Linked DNA regions of Sus scrofa: region 2 is linked to region 1. A link is a contact called in public Hi-C data. All regions are on one chromosome and are shown on one strand. Each heading gives the region's core, a stretch centred on a gene start, on an enhancer-like site or on the middle of the called end of the contact. The rest is flanking DNA. Distances are from core to core; before and after follow the strand shown.

What was found. A called contact is a pair of places that touch in the nucleus more often than the background predicts.
Region 2: a Hi-C map of fetal liver shows a contact between it and region 1, with 1.7 times the contacts expected there. The contact joins two enhancer-like sites. A contact is called at or near these places in 1 of 5 promoter capture datasets (liver), 8 of 47 Hi-C or Micro-C datasets (alveolar macrophages, blood, embryonic fibroblasts and 5 more) and 1 of 2 datasets of contacts at active chromatin or transcription factors (skeletal muscle).

The regions. Positions count from the first base shown.
Region 1 is chr13:90,934,885-90,939,031 of Sscrofa11.1, forward strand. No RefSeq gene overlaps it. Among named protein-coding and RNA genes, the nearest start is that of ERICH6, 22 kb to the left of the region's middle. Within about 2 kb of position 1,992, at least 20 of the 83 cell types and tissues checked have an H3K27ac peak or open chromatin away from gene starts, as enhancers often do. A contact at or near this core is called in fetal liver, where this site is marked.
Region 2 is chr13:91,002,207-91,006,353 of Sscrofa11.1, forward strand. No RefSeq gene overlaps it. Among named protein-coding and RNA genes, the nearest start is that of SIAH2, 33 kb to the left of the region's middle. Within about 2 kb of position 2,270, at least 2 of the 83 cell types and tissues checked have an H3K27ac peak or open chromatin away from gene starts, as enhancers often do. A contact at or near this core is called in fetal liver, where this site is marked.

The DNA.
Region 1 (4,147 bases), core at 742-3,241:
TTTAATTTTTAGATGCGGCATTTGGAAGTTCCCAGGCTAGGGGTCGAATTGGAGCTGCAGCTGCCAGCCTACACCACAGCCACAGCAATGCAGGGTCTAAGCTGCATCTGCGACTTATACCATAGCTCACAGCAATACCAAATCCTAACCTACTGATAGAGGCCAGGGATGGAACCCACATCCTCATGGATACTAGTCCAGTTCCTTACTGCTAAGCCAGAGTGGGAACTCCCAAAGGCTATCGTTGATAAAAGAAAACTAGGTATCTCAAGTTAAGAAATTTAGCACTTTTCTGTGTGTGGGAAGGTACAGAAGTCTGGGCTCACTGAAATGATTCCTTTGATGTGCACCTCAGCTATCTGGGGCCTCCATCCTGTGTTTTCACATCCTGAGGGCTCACCATTGGGAGTGGCTGTAGTCTGATGGCCACTAGATGGCAGGTATTCTTAGTGTCCACCCCAAGTTCCCTCAGGGCTCACCTACATCAAAGTTGGCTGCTATCACTGATGACTGTGACATCCTTTGTTTACTGATGTGGCAGGTGATATTTTCTTTCTCACAAGTGGGAGCCATGGTATCCCCAGAGGGGCCTGGAGGGTCTTTCTGTTTCTCAAGCCACATGCCAGACTCCAGAAACCTGTGCTTCCTGAAGCAAAAATAGACACATTCACTTTCCTGGTCCTTTACACATCCTGATGGTGTATTGGCAGGCACTGCCCTGCTTGGGTTTGAATCCTGGCCCTGCCACTTACTGTTGTATAAGGTCAGCAAGTAATTGACCTCTCTATGCTCCAGTTCCCTCCTTTGTAAACAGGGCTAATACTGGTGTCTATATCAGAGGGTTGTTGAAAGGACTGAATTAATGGATACAAAATGCAGAAAGGAGCCTGGCACATATTAAGTGTGCTATTCACGGGTGGCAGTCTGGGCTGGGCACCCAGTTGGGTAAATAAGGCAGGTGTGAGGGACCATTTAGAAAGATGTGGGTAAGATGCTGGGACACTGACAGGATCGTGGAGCACCCTGGGGCTGTACCTGCAGGGCCGTTTCCATTCTTGGGCCTGAAGGGGTGAAAGAAGCTGGCAGTTGCCAGCTACCCAGCAGTCACAGGAAAAGGTGCAGACAGGAACTGTGGGCTGTGGCCAGGAGTATAGCTGGGGGCCAGCCTGCAGGGCAGGAGTGGAGGGGATACACACCCCCAAGGCCTTCTCCTCCCTCGCTCTGATCTCCTGCCTCTACCCACCAACAGCGAGTCCAGATGGAGGCCAGTTAGGTGGGTGCAGAAGCCAGAGGTCAGCCTGCCAGGGCCCAGGGCAGACTATAAAGGGTGAGGAGCCGAGGGGCAGACCATGGAGCCCGTCCAGCACCACCGCTGGCTAATGTGGCTATGGCTGTTGTGACAATAAATGCCTGTCACTTTGAAGCCTTGACAGATTGCCATTCCTTGCAGAGCAGAGCAGCCCAACACAGAAAGCAGAGTGACAAGGCCTGTGGGGCCACCCAGTCTCATGGTGCACAGAATGTGACAGCTGGCCCCCCTCATTCTGTGAGGGGAGGAGGGAGGCCTCTCCTGCTGAGTGCCCAGTGCAGGGCCAGGTGCTTGTCACTGAGGCCTCTGTGGGGCCAGAGCTGAAGGACCCCTGGAGAAGCATCAGGCCTTTTTATTTATATCGTGAGCTGTTTGATTCACCCTGAAGTAATACTTAGGGATGAAGACTCTCACAGCCAATGTTTCACTGTATTTATCTATTAGAGTTTATTTTAGCAATCCAAAAAGTGCCCTCTGAGCGCTCCTGGGGAAGATTAAAATAAAAGATAAAAGAGCAAAACTCAGTATATCACCTGTGGCGGTGGGTTTTTCTTCTGCTGCTGGGGCAGCTGGCTTCCTGCAGGAACCAACTAAAACTCTTGGAGACAGGCTCAGAGAGCTGAGTCACAGAGAGTGTGCTGGCTGCTGTGGGGAGGCGATTACTGAAGGAAAAGTGCTGTGTGAGTGTGAATATTTACGTTTTGGCACATGTAGGGGTGGGGGAGGAAGTTGAGGGCATTGCCGGGTTTGGATCAGGGAGGAGGCCAGGCCCAGACCAGGCTCATGGGGGCCCTAAGTTCACAAAGCCAGTGTCACTAGAGGTGTCTGCCCTTGAGCTCAGATGTACACTTCCCAAGGCTGGGTTCTTGGTCACTGAGTTTGTGTTTCCAAAAGCAGAGCCATTCAAGCTGCCATTAGAATTTTTACCACTTCTGTGGATTGCCTGCATTATCATTTACTTAATATTTTTTTTGAAGATGACACTTTTGGGGGTGCTGTAAACAATTTTGTTTGCAAAGGAAACTGCATCAGTACCATGAATGGAGAGCTAGACTCACCTACAATAAATCAAGTAACCGTCGATATAAATACAAAGGAATTCCTGGCTTCCAGCCTGGCTGACTCTGAATTCTAGAGCAGAATGATTTTGAATTCTTTCCATTCCTTTCTGCGATTTGGCTGCCCTGAGAAGCCTCTCTCTCCTCTGTCTGGTCCCTAAGCTGATCTGAAATTGGTTTGCGTGCTGGTAGCCAATAAATGTTTAATAACCGGTCTTCAAAAGTAAATGTATTATAGGCATATGTAGTATAAATATCTTACTGATGTCAATGACTCATAGGGCACACAATTTACAAATTAAAAAGCCTCAAATACAGAGTTCTCTTATGGTGCAGCGGGTTAAAGATCACTGCAGGGGCTCAGGTCACTGGCGCGATGCAGGTTTGATCCCAGGCTCAGGAACTTCCACGTACCGCTGGTGCAGCCAAAAAACAAACAAAACACACACAAAAAAACAGTGTTCTCTACTGTAAATTCTATCTAGGCAGTTGATTCCTTCAGAATGTTTTCATTTCTTCTTATTGAATTCTTCCGTCTGTGGCCAACCTGTGGTTGAAATTGATGAATGAGAGTGTTAAGACATGGCTGTTGTGGATATCATCAAGGTTAAAGTGAAGCAACAGACGCATTTGTCAGAATTTCACTAGTTCGTCTTTTGTCATCAATGATGAGACGTCTTTGCTGAATTGGGTATGAGTTTTTAAATCCTGGGAAAATATTTCATCGCTTTTTTTTTTCCTCCTCTTTGCAATGTAGTAGATCCCAAATGTGACATTTTTAAGTGAAAGCTGAACTATTAACACTTTCTCCTTCATTTCTTAAGTCTGGATAACAAGACAATAAAATCAAGCCCCAATTTGTAGCATTCGCCATTTTCTTTGGTATAAATACTCCTACCATGCCTGGTTTCAGTAATTGATGTGTGAGTTCCCTGGTGATTCAGTGGGTTAAGGATCCCGTGTTTTCACTGCAATGGCGCAGGTTCCATTCCTGGCCCAGGACCCAGGAACTTCTGCATGCCGTAGGTGCAGCCAAAAAAAAAAAAAAAAAAAAAAAAAAAAACCCACTGAGAGTGATGCAGATGCGGGAAGAGAAAGGCAGAGCTCACCTTTTATGGTATTTCCAACATATAGCTACAATAGACATAAATAACCATAACATCCTAGATAGTAGTTAGATGTAGCAAAATAATTGGCAAGTGTGAATACTTAATTTTTTTTTTTTGTCTTTTTGTCTTTTTGCCATTTCTTGGGCCGCTCCCGCAGCATATGGAGGTTCCCAGGCTAAGGGTCTAATCGGAGCTGTAGCTGCCAGCCTACGCCAGAGCCACAGCAACACGGATCCGAGCCGCATCTGCGACCTACATCACAGCTCATGGCAACGCCGGATGGTTAACCCACTGAGCAAGGGCAGGGATCGAACCCACAACCTCATGGTTCCTAGTCAGATTCGTTAACCACTGCGCCACGACGGGAACTCCAGTATTTTTGTTTTGAATATAATTTATTTAATTATAAATTGGTATAACTTAAACTTTTTTCTCTTTATTTTTTAAGGCCACACCTGCTGCACGTGGAAGCTCCCAGGCTAGGGGTCAAATTGGAGCTACAGCTGCCGGCCTATGCCAGAGCCACAGCAACACCAGATCTGAGTCCCATCTTCAACCTACACCACAGCTCAGGGCAACACTGGATCCTTAACCCACTGAGCAAGGCCAGGGATCGAACCTGCATCCTCACGGAGTCTGTGTCAGGCTCCTAACCCACTGAGCCACTATGG
Region 2 (4,147 bases), core at 1,020-3,519, 68 kb after region 1:
CTGAAACCAGGAAAGTCCTGGGCAAACAGGGATGAGTTGCTCATTCTACTTTGTTTTTTCTTTTTAGGGCTGCACCTGCAGCACATGGAAGTTCCTGGGCCAGGGGTGAATCAGAGCTGCAGCTGCCCACCTACACCACAGCCACAGCAACACAGGATTCGAGCTGAATCTGCAATTTATGCAGGGTGGATCCTTAACCCACTGAATGAGGCCAGGGGTCAAACCTGCATCCTCATATATACTAGTCAGGTTCTTAACCTGCTGAGCCACAACAGGAACTCATTTTTTAAAAAATAGACATTTTATTATAGAGTAGTTTTGAGTTTAAAGGAAAATTACAAAGATAGAAGAGTTCCCTTATACTCTAAATTCAGTTTCTTTTACTATCAATATGAGATATGTGTCACAATTAATGGACCAATATTAACACATTATTATTCACTAAAGTCTGTATTTTATTCAAATTTCCTGTTTTTAATCTAAGGTCCTTTTTCTGCTCCAGGATTCCATCCAGGGGACCACATTACAGTGAGCCGTCATGTCTCCCTTGGCTTCTCTTGGCCACGGCAGTCTCTCAAACGTCCCTTGTTTTTGATGACTTTGACATATTTGAGTAGTATTGGTCAGGTATTCTGTAGAATGTCCCTCAGCTGGCATTCGTCTGATGTTCTTCTCATGATCAGACTGGGATTATGGGTTTTGGGGAAGAAGATCACAGCAGTAAAGTGCCATTTTCATCACCTCTTGTCAAGGGTCTACACTACCAGTACATCTTGTCGCTGAGGATGCTAACTTTCACCATCTGCTTTGGGGAGGTGGGTCCAGTGTGTCACATGTCCTGTCCTTTCTCCCCCTTTCCACACTTTGGAAGGCATTCCCTACGTGCAGCCCACACTGAATGAGTGAGAGGTTGTGCTGTCTCCTTAACCAGGGGTTATTGACGTAAATTATTTGGAATTCTTCATCATTCGAGATTTGTCTATTCTTCCCAATTTATTTTTTTCACCACTTATTTATATCAGTGTGGACTTGTGGATATTTATTTTATACTTGAGGATATAGTCCAATACTACTTTATTGTGTTGCACTTCCCTAATGATAAATGGTACTGAGCATCTTTTCATATGCTTATTCGCCCTCCTTATATTGTCTTTTGTCCAATGTCTTTTCAGATGTTTTGTGCTTTTTAAAATGGGGTCATCCTACTTTTGAAAGCCATTTAGGACTTGAGGCCAGTGTGAGTGTGTGTGTGTGTGTGTGTGTGTGTGTGTGTGTCTACGTGTGTCTACTAGGAACCCCTGTCCACCGTAAATTTCCTCAGCTGTGACTTCTGAAACTCTTCTGGAGGCTTAGCCCATCTGGTTCTGAGTCAGATCTGACCAGGGCAGGGTGGGGTTTGGAGGCAGGCTCTGGAGGAGACCTCAGTGTGGTTCAGTCAAAACCATTCGCCTCAGTGTTCCATTTCTTTCTACCCCTTGCTGAATGCTTCATGAAATAGAACTAAGAACTAAAATATTCCACAATCCCACAAACTCCCATTGCCTTTCCTCACCATTTAGAACTAATTTAGGCAACATCGGCCACAAGACACACATGCTTTACAAGACTGAAAATATTCTGGTTTTAGCCTTTCCTATTTCACCAAGCCTTAAGAAGGATGAGTTCAGATGGCTGTGTGGACACATGGATGCTTCCTTATGTTGGATGAAATTCTTTACTTCTTTTTATTTTATTTTTTTTTAGGGCCGCACCCACAGCATATGGAGGTTCCCAGGCTAGGGGTCCAATCGGAGCTGTAGCCACGGGCCTATGCCACAGCCACAGCAATGCCGCCGGATCCTTAACCTGCTGAGCGACGCCAGGGATCAAACCCGCAACCTCATGGTTCCTTGTCGGATTTGTTTCCGCTGCGCCATGACGGGAACTCCTGCTTACTCTTTTTTAAAAAAGACAGACCTCGGGGCTTTTAAACCTGAGTTTATGGTCACGGAGGAAATCGATTCAGGAGAAATGCCATGTAGCACTCTCCCTGGACAAAGGATTGCTTGTGTTCTTTGATGCTTAGGCCTCTCTGGTAGTTTCTCTGAAGTTTATTTGTTTTGAAGACCCTCTTCAAGTTGGGGACCCATTACTGTGGTAATTTACAAACATCAGTTTTTCAAAGGGAGTGAAGCTTACCTGTCAGCAAATTAGCATTTTGACCAGCCAGCAAATAAAGGCAGCTGGTCTGGTACAGCTGAAGGCGGCGTGGCCACTAGGGGTCAGCGGTGTCCTGATAAGGGAAGCACAGTTTGGGGAGAAAAGCGTGGGGGTAGGGAGGAGAGGTGCCTGGCCAGCTGGAGTTTTCCAGAGAGAAAGATGTACACTCTCTTGGATGGAGCTGAAAAATGGGCATTTTAAGTTTTAGCAATGAGATGTTTTTTATTTGTTTTGTTGTGTTTTCTGGTTTGGAAGCCAATTCTCTGAAGAGAACCATAGATTTTATGTCTGTCATCTTGCCTACAATTTCTCTTCTCTGCAGATTTTCAAATATCGTTTAATTTCCCCTTTACCAGACCTGTCTGGCCATTCCTGGTGGACTTAGGGTGGGGAAAATCGCGAAGTTCCCTCCATTTCCCATAATATTTTAATTCAGGTGACTTCCAGATTAAATGAGAAAGGGTCAAGGAAGGGGAGGCAGGGTGGGAAGGGAGTAGGGTCATGCTGATCCCAGCAGCATCTGTGAGGAGGAGTGGGGAGGGGCTGGTGTTGAGGGTGCCCTCCTGCCTCCCACCCAGATCAAAAGAGCTCCTGCCACCCTAGAGCCCCTGCCGCCAGTCCCACTCTTCCCCACCTGAGGGCAGTATCAGGGCTTCCCCTGGTACATGCCCCCTCCAGATTCTTGTGCCCTTGGTACATGTGGCAACCGTGCCTACTCAATCTCTCTTCTCCTGAGCCCTGATGGGCTTCAGAATGCTTTTCAATCCCATGCTTCAGGCAGTCAAGATCAACTTCGCCTCTGTTTCAGGTTTGGCAATGCCTAGGTGTCAAAAGCATGTTTAAGTAGTTCTCTTGTGGTGCAACAGGTTAAGGATCTGGCATTGTCACTGCACTGGCTCTGGTCGATGCTGTGCCAAAGGTTCGATGCCTGGCTTGGGGAATTTCCACATTCCAGTGGTGCTGCCAAAAAAACAAAACACAAACGTGTTTATGTTGAACTTGGCAGTCATCTCGCCTGTCTGTGGTGATTTTGTTTGTTTGCATTTAGACAGGCTCTGCAAGGGTTTTGAGAGTCTTCCTTCAAATGGGGTTAACGTGTTACTACACAATGGCCAAAGTTTGGACTAGTTTTAGGCACTGATTGGATTCTGGCTAAAATGATATTCTAGACAACCATTCCATGTTACTTTGCTAGAGATTTCACCCAACTCTGTTTTTCTCATGAGCATATTATCTGTTCAGAGTAAAAGTCTGACCTACTAACTAAAGTTTAATGAAGAGTGAGATGGGAATTCCCCTCATGGTGCAGCAGAAGTGAATCTGACTAGGAACCATGAGGTTGTAGGTTCGATCCCTGGCCTGCTCAGTGGGTTAAGGATCTGGTGTTGCCAGGAGCTGTGGTGTGGGTCACAGATGCAGCTTGGATCCCGTGTTGCTGTGGCTGTGGCGTAGGCTGACAGCTGTAGCTCGCCTGGGAACCTCCAAATGCCACAGGTATGGCCTTAAGGAAAAAAAAAAAAAGAGTGAGATGAATCACCTGACTAGCATTCAGAAACACAAGTTAAACAATGTGGATACCATTTTGTCCTCATTAATTGGCAAAAATGCAAATGGCTAATAACTTACAGTGCTGTGGTGGGAAGGGAAAACCAGGCCACCTCATACTATAGCTAAAAATGTAAATTGTTACTATTTGGGGGAAATAGTATAATAATATTTATTAAAATTAGAAATATATAGTATTGCCTCACATCTCATTTTGGAGACTATATTCTTCAGATATGAAAGTGGGAGAATGTAATAAATAATCAAGGATGCTTCTGTACACGTTTTAGCGGCAAAACAATGTAATCGCGATACCTCCTGAATACCCCTCAATAGAATATATATTGGCATAAATATAATTTGGTATATCCGTAATTAGAGTGAGTGTAAATGAACGAACTAG